Regions from separate parts of the Zea mays genome. Here region 1 is linked to region 2. A link is a contact called in public Hi-C data. All regions are on one chromosome and are shown on one strand. Each heading gives the region's core, a stretch centred on a gene start, on an enhancer-like site or on the middle of the called end of the contact. The rest is flanking DNA. Distances are from core to core; before and after follow the strand shown.

Region 1 (2,700 bases), core at 166-2,665, 210 kb before region 2:
GCGGATCTCGGTGACACGGAGGAGGACGAGGAGACGGAGGACGGGGAAGAGAACGCCAGACACGATCGAGGGCGAGGAGATGGAGCACGGGGAGGAGACGGCGCGAGATTGGAGGGTGGAAGAGAGCGACGCGCAGACACGAGATTAGCGGGGATAGAGAGTAGAGCGGATGCAGACCTTCCAGTACGCCCTTCCATGAACGGTGCGGAGGCTGATGACTTTGGGCCGACGATGGTGCAGATGGGGAATGGAGGTGGCGTCGCGGACAATGAACGGAGGCGGCGACACGGAGGTAAGAAACCCTACCTGGCGTGAGAAACAGAGAATTGGAGGGGCGGGAGGGCGGAGGGAGATGGTAGGCACAGGGGATCTGTGCCGTCGAAGGAAGGAGCAAGCGGCTCCAGGAAGCGCGGAGGGAGGCGAGCGCGGATGGCGGCGGATGGAGCGCGGAGGGAGATGGCAGGCTCGGCGCGCGACGGCAGAACCGTAGAATTGTGGACGCCTACGATAGGCACATAGTTAGTAGTAGAGATTGAGCGGGGTCTGGACTCTCTCATCTCCCTCAGCCTTACGTTTACACAGGTCCGTCTCTAGTATAGCCGTGGGGCATTAATTAATTAAAAAATATACTGTTAGAAGACATCACATTGAGGCCTCCGTCCACACCCACCGATTATTATGTATTATAGACTATAGTAGAGCGTGTTTGGTTAGCCCGGTAGAACAATGTTTTGGATCGAGATCATCGTCAATTCTGCTCGTCTGATGGGTTGGCTACCGTCGCCAAACGGACCCAAACGTACGTAGAAGAAACTCCAATGTGGACATCTAGCAGCAGCAGGAGGCACGCAGAAACGATGATGATAGCGTAGCGACGTCGTTCACACCGCGGCGCGTTCCTACCACGTTGCGTTTCCACATGCAATGCAGGACGTGGTCACCGCGCGCCGTGTCGTTGCCGCTCAGTCTCTTCCCACACCGCCGGACGCTCTGCGGGGCCGCGCGTCCGCCCGTGCCGTGTCCTGCCATGCCATGCCGTGCCGTTCCGTGCCGCGTCGCGTAGCGTAGCGTCGCAGGACGAGACGAGAGACGCGCGCACGCAAGCAAGCAAACTGACGCTTGAGACAGCAATTTTTTGTTTATGTCGTTATTATTATATATTTGTAATTACTAGTATTATCCCTATAGACGGCGGGCGCCAAAAAGGCGTCGGGAGCGCCGATGCACACTTGATTCCATCTAGAAACCGTTTTTTTTTTTTGCCTACTATACTATACGGCTAGTAGTAGGCGCACGCAAGCGGCAAAGCGAGCGAGCACGAGGAGCCGTGTCCGTCTCCGTCCGTCCCCGACCGACGCGACGGCGACGCACCATATCGCTATCCCTACCCTCTCGGTTCCCACGCCAACAACGCATATCCGCCACCTCGGGGGGTCCCTCCCTCCTCGGCCTCGCGCGCGCCTTCCCACACATCCTCCTCCCCCCCACGCCACGAAACGCCAAAGGGAGGGAGCCCGAGCCTAGCAGGAGCAGCGCAAGGAAACAATGGCGCGGGAGGAGCAGGAGCAGTCCGCATTGGGCGCCGCCCACGTCCACCACCACCAGCCTCCGGCCGGCGGATGCGGCCTCTCCGCCAACCCCACCGCCGCCGCAGCCGAGTACGCCCACGGTACGTACGCCGCGCTCCCCCCCCCCCCCTTCCCTCCCTGTCACCTATCGCCCCTCCTCTCCAGTTCGGGATGCATGCGGCGCCGCGGGGTGGGATGTCAGGCTCGGAGGGAGCTACTCCGCCATATACTTATACTATTTACTATTTTACCATCGCTACAATACCCACCCGCCGCCGTCCTGTGTGGGACGACGAGACGAATTGAGCCGATCCGAAGCGCTCTAGAGCTAGTCGCAGGCAGCCGTGTCGGGGGCGCGCGTCGGCTGCCGGAGCCGCACACGGGGCGCCGCCACGTACCAGCAGCGGATCGATCGCTTGACCGCTCTACCTTTTTTTAACCGTATACTAGTATAAGACTGCGAACCGCCGCTTTTTTGCACTGAATCGGGGACTCCTCTTCAGATGGCAATGGACTGGGGTGTCTCATCCCTTTTTTGACTTTTCTCCCTATATATCGAAATATCTAATGCTATGGGTAGGCCGGCAGCCCCCACAGTTTTGATGCAGGAAACGGTGGTGCGAGTGAAAAAAAGAAGAAGAGGTGCTGCTCTTTCAGTTTGGATTTTGGAATTCGCTTCTGCTGTGCCTGTGTCGGCTGATTACGGTGCACCCACTTTGTTTAGTGATGGAGACTAGAGAGGACGCTGGTTGTTTCATGCAAACGAGATCCTCTTGCCGTTGCGATGCACATGTATCAACAGTATGACATGCTGCTATAAAGTATAAACAATGGAAAGCATAGAGAAACTGTATCCCTATATTAATCGATGCAGTGGGCAGGCTTACGTTCGAATCTGTACACTGTTTTTTTTTTACAATTAATGTGGACATCAATGGTTTGCTGCTATCTGTTGCTTACCTGCCCATCGCCCAATACCCATCGGCCCCATTTATATCATTCCCAGTTTCAACTGTTCATGTTTCAGTGAGCGACCATTTCTCAGAGGCAACATGCATATTTTCCATCTGTATCCAAACCTAAGATTTCATTAGCACTTGACTTTTCATGTCTTTTTATTCAACAGAACAGG
Region 2 (2,700 bases), core at 163-2,662:
GGGAAACCGCCAGAATTTAAACACCGGACATCCGTCCATACAACAAGCCTATAAATAAACAAATAAAAATAAAGTCCAATAGTAATCCTCAAACCCGTTGGGTTGTGTCATCCCAAATCTTAATATCATAAATCAACCATTTAAATCATCAAACTTGTTCATCTATATCATCTCGTTTCTTAAACTTGTAAATTATTTGTTTAGATCTCAAACTTGATTGATTGTGTATACCGGCTCCTAAACATGAAAATCACATGTTTTAGGAACTCAACCTTTTTTTTTGTCATCACGGTCCCCATATTACAAGTCACACATTCAAATCCTCTATCAATATTCAGATCTTAGAGCCGGTCTAAATAGATATACATATATCCATGTGATATATAGATACGGTACGCTTACATATGGAGCCTAAATTCCAACTTTGTATTTCTTCTCCATCCTCTCTATCTCGTGGGCTCTATCTTTTCTCGAGTAAGCTCGTAGAACCCGTGAAGATATCCTTTACATATGGATATGTGTCGAGACCAATTTAAACAAGCTTTGAGACACAACATAGATGTGATTATACTGTAGTCACCATGTTTGACAGTTTAAGGACTAAAAGTGACTATACTTTAGTCACCAAACTTTAGAAGGTGGGATCCAAACGGGACCTAAGAGGAAGATGTGATTTATGAGTTAAGGTAACATGATGACAGGCTGCAAGCAAACATAATAAGACTATATCCAAACATACATATTCCCTCTATCCCTTATGTACATCCCTCCTTTTACAAACTACTCTAAAATATTCACTCATCTATACTTCAATCCTCTTCAGCAGCATCCACTATATCTCGTATTCTATACTTAAGTATCCATATTAAGACATATTTTATTCTAAATTTTTATACGTATATATTTGTCATACTCTCAAATTATATATTTGTCGTACCCTCGAATGGTTTATACTTATTTTACTTGATATGTTGTTTAAAATATATAAATAGATAGATAAGAAAAAAGAAGAGAGAGAAAGAGAGTCTATATAGATATAGATGATGGAGGAGCATTATCTATATTTATTATACCCTCAAATATTTTATACATATTTTACAAATTTCCTTAGTTGTTATCCGCTTCTTCTCTCCTCAATCCTAATATTAAGCATGCTTGCAACCTGTTATTATATCTATTCCTAAAGCCTATAGAAAAGAGAAATGTTATTTAATTATAGTGTATAGGATACTTTATAGATTTCGTTCGAGTCGGTCTAATAAATACCTCCACCAACATCCTCCACTTTTGTGTGGCTGGTGGTGCCAAAGAATCTCTTATCTCTGGCAACAGCGCATCACTCACACAATCTGTCACTCCCCGACACGCGCACGAGCTCCACTCCCCACTCCGCACCCAACCCAAGGCGCCACTGCCATGGACGCGGGCGGTCCGCCGCCGCTGTTCCTCCTGGGCGCCGTGCTGGCCGCGGCGCTGGGGTGGCTGCTCGTGGTCTGGCGGGCGGCGGCGGGGCGGCGGCGGTCCGCGTCGGCGCGGCTGCCGCCGGGGAGCACGGGGCTGCCGCTCATCGGGGAGACGCTGCGGCTCATCGCGGCGTACAAGTCGCCGAACCCGGAGCCGTTCATCGACGAGCGCGTGGCGCGGCACGGCAGCGGGGTGTTCACGACGCACGTGTTCGGCGAGCGCACCGTGTTCTCCGCCGACCCGGCCTTCAACCGCCTGCTGCTGGCCGCGGAGGGCCGCGCCGTGAGCTGCAGCTACCCGTCGTCCATCGCCACGCTGCTGGGCCCGCGGTCGCTGCTGCTCACCTCGGGCCCCGCGCACAAGCGCCTCCACTCGCTCACGCTGACCCGCCTCGGCCGCCCGGCCTCGCCGCCGCTGCTGGCGCACATCGACCGCCTCGTCCTCGCCACCATGAGGGGCTGGGACCGCCCCGGCGCCGGCGCCATGCGCCTCCTCGACGAGGCCAAGAAGATCACCTTCAACCTCACCGTGTGGCAGCTCGTCAGCATCGAGCCTGGGCCGTGGACCGAGAGCGTCCGGCGCGAGTACGTGAAGCTCGTCGACGGCTTCTTCTCCATCCCCTTCCCCTTCGCCTCCCTCCTCCCGTTCACCGTCTACGGCCAGGCCCTCAAGGTGCTCGCCCCTTTGCCTTTCTCCTCTCCTCCTTTTCCCCAGTCTCTACCGTAACGGATCGATGTAATAAAGATGCGTTTTTTTTCTTTCCTACCCGATTCAGGCGAGGAAGAAGGTGGCCGGAGCTCTTCGGGAGGTGGTAAGGAAGAGGATGGACGACAAGGCGGAGGACGACTGTGGCGCCAGTAAGAAGAACGGGGAGAAGAAGGACATGGTGGAGGAGCTCCTCGAAGCGGAGGGCGGGAGCTTCTCCGTGGAGGAGATGGTGGACTTCTGCCTGTCCCTGCTGGTGGCTGGGTACGAGACCACCTCCGTGCTCATGACGCTCGCCGTCAAGTTCCTCACCGAGACACCCACCGCACTGGCGCAGCTCAAGGTACATCCGCCCGACTAGGAATCATCATCAATCATGGGAGATTTGCTTGGCAATTAGAAATTCCGTGTGCTACTAGCACAATTCTTTCCTTGCGCACGTGTGGGTGGTAGGGACTGCCGACAGTTGAACTGGCTTGGGCATTGGGGAGGAAGGATACGTCAACTTGATTTCGTAATACGATGATATTT

What was found. Hi-C and Micro-C count contacts between places; a contact is called where the count stands out from the background.
Region 1: a contact with region 2 is called in a Hi-C map of leaf, with 1.9 times the contacts expected there. The contact joins the promoter of LOC100281546 here to the promoter of LOC100272666 in region 2. A contact is called at or near these places in 5 of 25 Hi-C or Micro-C datasets (bundle sheath, ear, leaf and 1 more).

Annotation. Positions count from the first base shown.
Region 1 is chr4:193,002,494-193,005,193 of Zm-B73-REFERENCE-NAM-5.0, reverse strand. LOC100281546 (AMP-binding protein) reads left to right here and starts at 1,415. Exons shown (of 23, transcript NM_001154465.3): 1 at 1,415-1,669; 2 at 2,695-2,700. The coding sequence starts at 1,546.
Region 2 is chr4:192,787,538-192,790,237 of Zm-B73-REFERENCE-NAM-5.0, reverse strand. It overlaps LOC100272666, which reads left to right and starts at 1,412. Exons shown (of 7, transcript NM_001147124.1): 1 at 1,412-2,136; 2 at 2,240-2,512. The coding sequence starts at 1,417.